Regions from separate parts of the Pan troglodytes genome. Here region 1 is linked to region 2. The links are chromatin contacts, called in public Hi-C maps. All regions are on one chromosome and are shown on one strand. The core of a region is the stretch at or near the end of the contact, and the rest is flanking DNA. Distances in the headings are between cores, read along the strand shown.

Region 1 (6,254 bases), core at 373-2,872, 450 kb before region 2:
CATGGGTGAATTCACTTAATTGTGGCTGAAATTCCATGGTCACCCTTCACAAGGGCTGGTGAGGGGCAACCCCTAGCTTTCCTGACAGTCATCAGGTACTAGTGCTCCTTCACCTTGGGTTGGGACAAAGGGCAGGAAGGGGCAGGCGGACCCCACCCGCCTTCACACCACCAGCTGACATGCCTGTTTCCAAGAGGGGCTTCATGATTTCCAGGGCTCAGCTGAGAAAGGAGCTTCAGGCAGATAGAACAGCCTGCAAGCTGGAGGGGAGGGAGTCCCTTCCCCAAATCGCACACCTGCCTGACAATGTGGCCCCCAGATAGGACCTGAAACCCATGCTCTCCACGACCCTCCTAGCTCTGCAGCTTCAGGGAGAGCAGCTCCAACAGTTGCAGGACTTGATAGTTCTGAATATGCAGAAGAAAGACCTTTATACCTTGAGCATTTCCATCTTCTCCTACCTCCCCCAAGAACCAGCCTTCATTCCATTTCCTACAGAAGCTCTAGAGGGCTGACCCTTGCCAGAATCTTGTTGACTGCCTCTTGCCCCAGTCAACGCAGGATGCTTTTCTCTTGGATGTCTACAATGGGCTTTGGGGGCTGGGTGGGGAGGGGTCTACCTCGCAGTGGTAACACTCCACGTGGTAGTCTCTGTCCATGGACACGACACGGATGGTCTCATCTGAGCCCTGGGACCAAAGAAAAGCAAGAACACATAGGAGAGGCCTGTTAGGGGGGCTGTCGGGCTTGATGTACCGTGGGGTGGGGAGGGAAGAGGGTTTTGGGGTAACAAGTAGGTGGCCTTGGGAGGAGAAGGTAAATCAGGAGTACTTATTGGAAGAAGAATACATTTAAGCTGATGAGAGGGGAAGTAGGAGGGATAGGAGTCCTTCCTTCTAGAATGTCAGAGTTAACACTGAAAGAAAGACCTACATGGACACTTATTTTAAAAAATGAAGAAAAGACAAGCCTTTCTCCTCATCTGCTAATCTAAGAATTAGTATCAAGTAAGGGAGTTTGACCTGGTTATGGGGACAAATCAGCACAAGAAGGGTACTGGGCTGGGGAAGCCAGTCAACAAGGAAGGGTGAAGACACGACTTATCTCAAAGGTGAAGTGGGGTTTTTTTTGTTTTTTTTTTTTTTGGAGACAAGGTCTTGCTGTCACCTGCTGGAATGCAGTAGCACCATCATAGCTCACTGCAGCCTCAACTCTTGGGCTCAAGCAGCTGGGACTACAGGCACATGCCACCACGCTTGGCTAATTTTTAACAATTTTTTGTAGAGATGAGGTCTTGCTATGTTGCCCAGGCTGTTCTTAAACTCCAGGCCTCAAGCAATTTTCCTGCCTGGGCCTCCTAAAGTGGTGGGATTACAGGCGTGAGCCACTGCACCAGGCCAGAGTTGAGATTTTTAAAAGGATACCTTAAAAGCTGTAAGGACAGGACATGGATCTTGTAAATGAGCCCAGGGAGATATTCATGTCTTAGAAGCCCCTGGGAGCATGTCTGGAAGGGCATCTTACCTCAGGTGGAAGGATGGGAAGCCCACAGGCTGCACACTTGGGGGCCAGCACCCTGTGGGGAGAAACAAAGCAGCAATAAATGTTGCTTCTGGGAGCAAATTCCAGAGTCAGACTTGCACTTGGAATCCACACGGAGCCTTCCTCCATGCCGCCTCCTACCCCTTGCTCTCCTCCCTCATAGAATGACTGGTACCTGGCTCACTTTGTGGAATATGCCTTAGTATTTGCTCCCCAGCTGCAATGAGGACACTGGCTGCCTCTCACTCTTCTGGGGACAGCACTAACCGATTTGTTTACACCTCTCATGGTGCCTAGCACAGGCTCAGGCAAACCAAGAGTGGTAGGAACCAGCACTGCATAGGGGCCTTGTGAAGTTAGGTAACGCTGAAGCCACAGGGCTTGGTGGATTCCTCCCGAGGCCTAGCTACAAATATGATTATTAGTTTTTTTGTGCTCTGTGTTTTTTTTTTTTTTTCACTAAACATGATTCTTTAACCCATTCCTGTCAACACTGGCATCGACCAACCTCCCAAGGTCCCTGCTGTACCCCTCAAAACCATTAAGCCTTTGCTGGACTGTGATCTAAGGGCGGCTGGCAAACACAGTTTTGTCGGTTTCCACCGCTCACTCTGCTGAGATCGTCTTGGCCTACACGAATGGGTCCTGTCTGTTCCCATCCCTTCTTACTTGTGGTAATCTCGGACACAGTAGATCTTGTTCTCTGAGTCCACGGTGAAGGGCACCCCATCCAAACACTCATTACAGATGACACAGCGGAAACAGCCGGGGTGGTAGGACTTCCCCAGGGCTTGCAGGATCTGGAGGAGAGACCAAGACTCAGTGGGGATTATAGGGAAGGATGAGATGGTGGAAGGGGAGAGGAACACATCAGGCCTAAGGATTACATGAGCAGTCACACACAGAGTACACTTACCCCCGAGTTTCACCTAGGAGAAGAGCAAGAGGTGATGGGGTGGGAAAAGCAAATCTGTTTAGATAAATACACAGAAGAGACCACACAGGAATCCTTTTCCTGCAGCCTCTCACAGGGTCTCTGAACTGGCAGGGAAAGAGGGCTCCTTTCCAACCCTCACCCAGAACAGGAAACTCTTGCATAGTTCTTTAAGAGAAAGAGATGGTAAGGAAGGGATGGGCCAATCCCAGGGCCAAAATCCACCATGAAGAAGTGGGAAACGATGCAAAGCAGGGCCACAGAAGGATACATCCTTCCCAGATTTGGGAAGCAGCAAGTACTCGGAAAAATGAAAAGAAATTCCATGTGGAAATGGCAGAGCTCAAAAGGAACCCCTTCACTTCTGCCTCTTGGATGCCCCTTCTATGCAGCTTTGACTCTGGAGCATGATAATCTAGAAGTTCTGACTCAACCCAATGACCTCAAATCCAAGTGTAATAAGTAAAGTTTCTCTGTTGTTGTTTTTAAATGCAATAGAGGGAAAGCCCCACAAACTTCTTCCTCTCAGTGTCATTTAATCTGGATCTGGATGGGATACCTGGAACTGCCAGAGCCAACCTGAAACCAGGACAGACCCAAGACATGGACAGCAGGAAAGAGAAGAGATGGAAAGAACATCCTTGGTGAGGTCCGTAAGTAACTGAATTAACTCATCATGGAACCACGTACCTCCAAGCCTCTTTTTAGGTGAGATAAAATATCATTCCTATGAAGTCAGTGGTCCTCGAAATGTGTGTGGCCCCAGACCTTCAGCATTAGCATCACCTGCAAACTTGTTAATAATGCACATTCTTGGACCCCATCCCAGATTTTTTGAATCAGAAACTCTGGGGGTAAGGCCCAGCAGTTGGTATTTTAATAGGGTGATTCTGATATATATTAAAGTTGGAGGATCATTGGTTTAACTCGAATTGAGTCTGGGTTTTTTCTATAATTTACAGTTGAAAGCATCTTCACTGACTTAATAGGAGATTCATTTCTGCAATTACCTGCATCATGAAACTTAGCAAAAACAACTGAACTACAGAATCAACATGAGCAAGGTCACACCAAAACATGCATCTGCAAAGAATGTACAGAACGGCCATCAGCATCCAGCAGTGGGAGCCCACACAGAAAGCCTTCAAACAGGCTGAAGAAAGGGGATTTTGGATTTGGGGAAGCCTTGTCAGTACACTGTGAGACCCAGGGGTAAAGATATGCTGTGTTCCAGCTCCTTCCCCTGGAAGCCTCAGGTGGATAACTCCACACTGCACAAGCTCCAGCCAAGAAGGCAAGAGAAGGGCATTGTGCTATTCCAGCTTTCCTCTGAATGCTCAGCTTTCAAGCTTCCTCATTCCCTCCTGGGTTTCACTAACCTTTGAGGGCTCTCTCAATTTGCAGTAAGGCAAAACAGGAAGAACAACTGGCTGGGCTTCCAAAACCCATTTGGCAATTTGGACCTTGGAATGCATTTTCCCCAAGATGAATGCTGTCTTGGCAGAAAGAGATCCTTAAATTAATTTAATCCACATTGTGCCTGAAGTAAGATTAGAAAAAGATGCCATTTTTCTGCATTGTGACTAGCTGTAATACTTTTTTTATGTGAGACTATGCCTGGTTCTAACCTGCAAGCCCAGAATGTACCCCTCTATTAACAAAAGGGTATACAGAGAGACAATTTACACAAAGAGTTAGACAGCTGGGGTTCTGTCTAGACATTCACTAAAAGTTTTCAAGTCCTAGAGGAGACCTGAAAGACTGAAGGTTCAACTTCATACTATCCCATATGGTAGAGATCTCACATCAAGAGATGGGGACTATTTCCCCCTCCCCTTGAATCAGAACTGGCTTTGTGACTTTCTTTAATTAACAGAAAGCAGAAGAAACAATGTTCTGAGATTTCTGAGTCAAAGGCTTAAGAAGACTGGTAGCTTCCACTTCCTATCTCTTGCTGTAAGGAAGTCTGAACTAGACTACTGAATGATTAGAGGCTACAGGGAGAGGGGCCTGGAGGGTGAGAGGTCATCTTAGATGTTCCAGTTCAACTGTGCTACCAGCTGAACAAAGTTAAGTAGGAGACCCCAGCCAATGCCACACAGAGCAGAAGAATTGGCCTGCTAAACCCTGACCTAAATCCTGACCCACAGCATGAAGCATGATGATAAATAAGAAATCACTGTTGTTTTAAACTACAAAGTTTTAGGGTGGTTTGTCATGCAGCAATAGATAAATGACATACCCTGAGGTTATCCAAAGAAGTCTTAGGATTACTAGAACTAAGAATAGGGTATAATCGTACTCATAAATTCAGACCATGTTGACGGACACTAAAAACAAAGGCAAATTCTGCTAAAGAAATAGAGCCCTACAGAGTCTAGAAGATACCTGGGAAGGAGAGGTAAGCATATGTAGCTTCTGCCTACCTCCCACTGCGAGAATGGGGGAAGGGCCACGTTTCCCAGGGAGGTCTTGGCTACTAATGAGGACATGGCTCTAACAGGGCTAAGACCTCTGCTGAGGTCTGTCAAAGCCTGGGAGATAGCAGATATTCATCACGAATGGGGAGGGCTCTGGGTCACTGATGTTTTATAAATATTAGCGTATAGCCAGCAGAAATGAGTGTTTATGTCCATCAAAGACATGTTCAAGAGTGTTCACAGCAGCTTCATGCATAAATAGCAAAAAACTAGAAACCACCAAATCCCCATCAACATGAGATGGAGAAATAAACTGTGCTATATCCATACAATGGAATTCCACTTAGCAATACAAATCAATAAACTACCAATACAGGTAACAGCATGGATGAAGCTCAAAAACATGTAATAAGACCTGAAAGAGTCTATACTATATGTTTCTATTTATATGAAGTTCCAAAACCAGCAAAATGAATTTCTGGCAATAGAAGTTGGAATAATGGTTGCCTTTGTGGGAGTGGGGTCTTGAGTGGGAATAGACAAGAAGGAACTTTCTGGAGTTTGGGAAGTGTTCTACATCTTGATCTGGGTGGTGGTTACAGGGGTATATGCACATGTGAAAACTCATTCAGATGTACACTTAAGATTAGTATCTTTTACTCTATGAGTTATTTCTCAATAAAAAGGTAAAATTAAAAATACTAATAATTAGAAATTATCTTCTCTAGAATGAAATTAATGAGTCAGCTTAGAGAGGGACTTAACTCTTTCCAATTTAAAGTATGTTATATAATCATTTCCACTGATCAGTATATTAAAGAACTTCTTAAAGGCTGGTTTCCAATGGTGAACAATTTGATGTTGTACTCATTAACCTCATAACCTAACCCTCTAGGGAAAAATTGTCCCCACTGAAGACCTGAAGCCCAGAATAACCTCAGAGAGCCAGTGACTGAGCAAAGAATGGAATGTATAAAACCTGGTCCTTGCTCTGCTGTCTCAGAACTAAATGACAGGCCCTAAAAACTCATCTTCGTAATGTTGTGAGCTGGGCATAACACAGGGAGAAAAACAACTTTGCTCCTCTGGCTTTCTGCATTTGACTCCAAGGTAGCTGGGATTTCTGCAGTAAAAACAGACTGTATTTAGCATCTCATCTGGGATGCCACAAGGATCACAGAGAAGCCAGAGGGAGGCCAGTGCAATTCAAACAGCCCAGAGGAGGAGAAAGCATTATCGGAAACATGATAGCGTGTGCTCTAGATGGTTAAAGATGTTAATTCCAATAAAAGCCAACAATGTGGGTTCTATTAGAACAAGCAAGCTGTACTTTACAGGGACTTCTTTTTTTTGAGGTG
Region 2 (6,317 bases), core at 2,247-4,746:
GAGGTTGCAGTGAGCCAAGATTGTGCCATTGCACTCCAGCCTGGGTGACAGACTGAGACTCTGTCTCAAAAAAAGAGGAGTGATGGGGATGGTGGGAATGGGCATTGTTTATAGAGATTGGTCAGAACAGGCATCTCTGAGGAGCCGACATCTGAGCAGAGATCTACAGGAAGAGAGGGAGCAAGCAAGACAGGTATCAGAAAGAACACTGTCTCAGGCAGAGGAAAAAGCATGGGCAAAGGCCTTGAGTCGAGTTTTCTTGGTGTGTTCATGAAACAGCAGGGAAGTCAGGATGTCTGGAACAGAGCAGGTGAAGAGAAGAAGGGAAAGTAGGAGAAGATGGATCAGAGAGGTGGCCAGAACCACAGCTTATGAACAGGTGTCAGCTGATAGCTCAGGCAGAGTTCTTTACCAGTAGGCAGACTCACTCAGTCAGCCAACACGAGCATGGACCACCCTTTGCCCTGGCTGGCCCTCCAGGTCCCTGCTGAGCTGGAGGGAAGACCACAAAGAGATCATGGTTGAGAAAGGTGGTGAGACTTCAATTTTTCCTCTTTTTTTTTTTTTTTTTTTGGTAGAAGTAACATTTGCACATTTTAGATAATATGAAAAAAATGCAGAAAAGAATAATGATGCAGAGGCAGAAAAGTAAAGACATCAGGTAGCTGGGATTAGAATTGTTTCCTCCTTGCTTTCCAACCTTTGTATAAGGCTGTTATATTTATAAAAAATACATCTTTAAAAAGGAACTCAACTGAAAGTTTATTTTATCAAAATAAAATAGAATTGTACCACATACTTGTTTAACTTATGCACAGACCTTGATGCCTACTGCCATGAGATGAGATGCCTCTAGTTCTTTATTTAAAAAAAAAAATGAACTTTTCAGATGAGGGAGACTGTACTGATATCCTGGCTTTGCCACTAACTGCTGTGGGACCTCAGGTAGGTGATTCACCTTCTCTGAGCCTCAGTTTTCTCATGGTAAAATAGGCATCACATCCATGGGATTGTTGTGAAGATTAGAGATGATGTGTGTGTATGTGTCAAACACCTGGCACGTGGAAAGTACTAAACAAGTGGAAGCTAGTCAGAGGTAGGCAAATTTGTTCAATCAAGAAGTATTGGCCGGCCACGGTGGCTCATACCTGTAATCCCAGCACTTTGGGAGGCCAAGGCAGGCGGATCACTTGAAGTCAGGAGTTTGAGACCAGCCTGGCCAACATGGTGAAACCCCGTCTCTACTAAAAATACAAAAATTAGCCAGACGTGGTGGCGCATGCTTGTAGTCCCAGCTACTCAGGACGCTGAGGCAGGAGAATAGCTTGATCCTGAGAGGCGGAGGTTGTAGTGAGCCGAGATCGAACCACTGCAGTCCAGCTTGGGTGACGCAGCAAGACTCCATCTCAAAAAAACAAACAAACAAAAATGTATTTACTGAGCCTCTACCCTGAGCTAGGTGCTTTTCCCATTGCTAGGAACAGTAGTAAACAACATAGAAAATAACTTCCTCACTATCTTCTGTTCTCAAATTCCAAAAAGATAGCATATCAATCTAGAAAGTAGGATCTGTGTTACTATTTGAAGGGTAATTACATTCTGAATGAGGGCGAGGTGACGGAGTCCTCAGGACGGCACCTGCTGGAAAAGTGGGCAGAAGCAGGTTGCTAGGATGCAGAGCTTCAGTGGCGCAACTTTGCAGAGAACTGCTTGGCTCCCCAAATAGATCTCTTGTCTTTTCCCTTTGCTGCTGCCTTCCCCGCTGCACAGACAAAGCCAGGAGTGTCTCAGGAAAGCTCAGGAAGCCTCTGCCTCTGACTGAAACCCCAGAGAATGTCATCTGCAGTCACAGGCAACAGCCTGGCTCAAAACGCACCCCTTGAAGATTAGGCCTCCCTCAGCCCTCAGGATCACTTGATATTCCTGTTCTTCAGGGTTCACCAGCCACATGGCTTAAATTAAAACTGTTCTGCCACATCACTGAGCAGCTTCTGTTCCTGATATGCAAAGGTTGAAAGGAGAAGTCATTTTTATTAAAAGCAGGAAAATTCACATTGTTCTCCCTGGTAGCACCACTTCCAAGCACAAAAGTGATGGAGGCTGAAACGAAAAGGGAGTCCCATCCCCTTGGGGAAATGAACCATTTCTGTAGAAACCAAGGACCACTCTAGGCAGCCAACTTGGGCAGCACTGATAGTAACCACATCACAGCAACCACCATGTGGGAACATCTGGGGACAGATAGACACTGGGTGGGGAGTATTATCACAGCAGCCCTGTGAGGAGGTACCACCCACCCCCCAACTCAGATGGGGAAACCAAGGCTAAGTCAGAATAATGGCTTGCTTAGATGGCAAGAGGTGGAATAAGTTGGGGAGCTTTATTTTGAGGCGTTTTTGCAACTTTCTCAGTCCCATTTTACTGATTGTTAGAAAACAATGGACAAAAGCTTCCAGAAAAGTAATCAGCCAGGATGCCTAGCAATGTAGCTGGACTCTTGGCAGACCTCTCAGGATTAGCTGGTTTAGAAGGAAGGCCGTTTTGTTGAGGCCTTTCTCTGCTTCCTCCACCCCTCCCCTCTCCGAATCAGGAATACTTGGTGCTCATGGAGTACAAGGGCTTCCAACTAAAATAAAATAGATAATAATTCAACATAAATGTCCCCTAAAGAACGATGGGAATGATGAAGGGTCGTTGAAGTTTGTTTCCGAGTGTGAGGGGCCGAACTACTAAGAAAGTGCTTTTCAATATAAATGTGATAAATCCGATCTCTTGACACGTTATTCTTGGTAGCCCTCCTCCCGTATAATATCCCAAAGGGGATGAACTGCCCCTTTGACGTGGGTTCTAACCTACAACTGTTTCATGAACACGCGCTCACTCGACCTGTCAGGACCTGTGTCCTCGGGACCCCCAGGCGGCACAGCTTCAGGGCTCACATTCCCCCCAGCCAGTCACTCTCCACTCGAAACTCCACAGAGTTCTTGGAATTTTCCTCGCTTGCTGCGAGGAGAATCCCAAGTGAGTCTGCTGTGTTGGACATTAAAAAGCAGCCAAACTCTACAGATTTGAGGTAAGAGACACCGTAAAAAGGCAGAAAGAGCTAGTGGCGCGGAGTTGTTTCTGGCTCATGAGTTGGCCTAGCGAGGCCCTTTCCCCTCTCTCGACCTCAGTTTCCCCTTCTGTAAAACAAAGGAGGTTCGGTAGCGCTAAGGCGAGACAGCGAAGCTCCCCTCAGGCCTGACAAAAGGATGGTCTCCGGGCCCTGGAGCCTCCCTCTGAGAACGCGATTCACCCGGAACGCGGGGGCGCCGGGGCGCGTCCGCAGGCTTCCCTGCCCGCCCGCACGCACCCCGGGCGATCCGCTCTCCGCCGCGCCCCCGCACCCAGCCCCGCCCCGGCGATTCCTCTCCCAGCCCCGGCGCGTGGAACCCCGCCCTCCCCTGAGTCCCCTAGCCCGGCGAGCGGAGGGCGGGGCGGGGCGGGGCACGCGGGAGGCGGAGCCGAGCCGGGGAATCCTGCTCTGGGATAGCACCCGGCCCCGCAGAGCAGCGCGGCAGCCCAAGGGCCCCGGCGCCGGGGGCGGCGGGGAACCCCAAACGCAACCGGGTCTGGAGGGATCCCCGCGCCGAGCCAGCCGCCGTCACCGCCTCCGCGCCGCCCCTGCGGGCTTGGCAGGCGCCCGGCGCGCCCGCACTGCGCCCGGCCGCCGGCTCCCGCGGTCCCACCGTGAGCTCGCCGGCCCGTCGCCCGCTCGCCATGCAGCCGCCGCCGGCCTCGCGCGCGTAGGCGCCCGCCGCAGGCCATGCTGCCCCTGCTCGCCGCGCTCCTGGCCGCCGCCTGCCCGCTGCCGCCCGTCCGCGGCGGGGCCGCGGACGCGCCCGGCCTCCTCGGGGTGCCCTCCAATGCTTCAGTCAACGCGTCCTCCGCGGACGAGCCCATCGCCCCGCGGCTGCTGGCCTCGGCGGCCCCCGGGCCCCCCGAGCGCCCGGGCCCGGAGGAGGCGGCGGCGGCGGCGGCGGCGCCGTGCAACATCAGCGTGCAGCGGCAGATGCTGAGCTCGCTGCTCGTGCGCTGGGGCCGCCCGCGGGGCTTCCAGTGCGACCTACTGCTCTTCTCCACCAACGCGCACGGCCGCGCTTTCTTCGCCGCCGCCTTCCACCGCGTCGGGCCGCCGCTGCTCATCGAGCACCTGGGGCTGGCGGCAGGCGGCGCGCAGCAGGACCTGCGCCTCTGCGTGGGCTGCGGCTGGGTGCGCGGTCGCCGCACCGGCCGCCTCCGGCCCGCCGCCGCCCCCAGCGCCGCCGCCGCCACCGCCGGGGCGCCCACCGCGCTGCCAGCCTACCCCGCGGCCGAGCCGCCCGGGCCGCTGTGGCTGCAGGGAGAGCCGCTGCATTTCTGCTGCCTAGACTTCAGCCTGGAGGAGCTGCAGGGCGAGCCGGGCTGGCGGCTGAACCGTAAGCCCATTGAGTCCACGCTGGTGGCCTGCTTCATGACCCTGGTCATCGTGGTGTGGAGCGTGGCCGCCCTCATCTGGCCGGTGCCCATCATCGCCGGCTTCCTGCCCAACGGCATGGAACAGCGCCGGACCACCGCCAGCACCACCGCAGCCACCCCCGCCGCAGTGCCCGCAGGGACCACCGCAGCCGCCGCCGCCGCCGCCGCTGCCGCCGCCGCCGCGGCCGTCACTTCGGGGGTGGCGACCAAGTGACCCGCTCCGCTCCTCCCTGTGTCCGTCCTGTGTCCGCGCGCGCGGGTGCCTTTCCCCCCGGAGACTCGGCCGGTGTGCTTCGTGCTGTAGTTATCGTTAGTTCCTCTTCCCGAGATGGGGCCGCCGAGAGACCCCAGCGCCTTTGAAAAGCAAGGTTTGTGCTGCGCTTCCAGTTCCGAAAAGCAGATGTTTAAGCCCTTGGACTGAGGGTGGGATCGCAGCTCCGAAGACGGAGAGGAGGGAAATGGGGCCCTTTCCCCTCTATTGCATCCCCCTGCCCGACTCCTTCCCCGCACCCACGTGCCCTAGATTCATGGCAGAAAATGACCAAATCCTGTGTATTTGTTTTATATATTTAATAACTGTTTTAAATGAAAGTTTTAGTAAAAAAATACAAAACAAAAAGATTAAATTGCTATTGCTGTAGTAAGAGAAGCTCTTTGTATCTGAACATAGTTGTATTTGAAATTTGTTGTTTTTTAATTTATTTAAAATTGGGGGGAGGGCATGGGAAGGATTTAACACCGATATATTGTTACCGCTGAAAATGAACTTTATGAACCTTTTCCAAGTCGATCTATCCAGTGACGTGGCCTGGTGGGCGTTTCTTCTTGTACTTATGTGGTTTTTTGGCTTTTAATACAGACATTTTCCTCCAGAGATGTGTATGTAGCTTTTTCTTTATTTGATTTGGGAAAGGGAATCCCAGAATTGCAAGACGTTACCCTAAAACCTGAGCAAGGGAATCTCGGAAAAGTTAGAGAAGGGCTACTTCTGTCTCCTTTACCTGGCTGTGAGAGATAGATGGAAACAGTATTATTTGCCCTGATGGCGATTGTCTTGCATCTCACCACACTGACCCTCAGTTCCCATCCACCCCCACCTGTCACGGTGGCAAACACAGTTTTATATGATTTAACTTTTTGCTCATTGTTCTAAGCTCTGCAAAACACCCAGGCAAGCATCAAAATGGTAAAATCAATAGTTCCTCTGAGCTGGATGGCTTTCACGAAAATGACTCACTTTAAAAGGCATGTAGATTTCTTTTCATATGCATGAACTTTCGCAGATAAGCACATTCCAAAAGCTGGTATTAAAACCTGAGATATTATTTTGGCATTTAGATTTTTTAAAAAGATAAACTCTTGGGGGATAAATAGTTAATGATCACAAGATTTTCTTCACTCTTGGTTTCCATGTTACAGTGTCTGCTGTGTAGTAGTTTCAAATTCTTTCAGGTTTTCAGAAGAATAAGTAAAAAGTCCTTAAAGAGACTTAATATTAAAAATTATTTTAAAAGCGTTTTTAAGAGACTTTGAAAGCTGCTTTCCCTTGCTCCATCTCGTCCTCATTTTGCAAGCATATTTGAGATTGGTCTAGAGCTATAGTTCTCAAAGCCTGGTCCCTGGACCAGCAACATCAGCATCACCTGGGAACTTGGAGATGCAAAACTTGGGCTCCACCCAGGACCTATAGAATCCGAAACTCTGGGATAAAGCCTAGCAATCTGTGTTCTCACATGCCCTCCAAGGCATTCCTACGCATTACCAGTTTGAGAACTGCTCTGCTGTGTTCTAGTGGAATGGAACCCTCAAATGTAGGTTGT

What was found. A called contact is a pair of places that touch in the nucleus more often than the background predicts.
Region 1: a contact with region 2 is called in a Hi-C map of induced pluripotent stem cells, with 1.6 times the contacts expected there. The contact joins the enhancer-like site here to the promoter of TMEM158 in region 2. A contact is called at or near these places in 2 of 7 Hi-C or Micro-C datasets (induced pluripotent stem cells and stem cell-derived neural progenitor cells) and 1 of 1 datasets of contacts at active chromatin or transcription factors (stem cell-derived excitatory neurons).

The regions. Positions count from the first base shown.
Region 1 is chr2:49,683,554-49,689,807 of NHGRI_mPanTro3-v2.0_pri, reverse strand. LIMD1 (LIM domain containing 1) reads right to left here. Exons shown (of 9, transcript XR_001713292.4): 5 at 2,212-2,342; 6 at 1,525-1,576; 7 at 621-689. Among named protein-coding and RNA genes, the nearest start is that of TRNAR-ACG, 17 kb to the left of the region's middle. Within about 2 kb of position 1,622, at least 2 of the 24 cell types and tissues checked have an H3K27ac peak or open chromatin away from gene starts, as enhancers often do. A contact at or near this core is called in induced pluripotent stem cells, where this site is marked.
Region 2 is chr2:49,235,199-49,241,515 of NHGRI_mPanTro3-v2.0_pri, reverse strand. TMEM158 (transmembrane protein 158) reads left to right here and starts at 3,496. Exons shown (of 1, transcript XM_016940887.4): 1 at 3,496-5,369. The coding sequence starts at 3,806. The coding sequence ends at 4,711.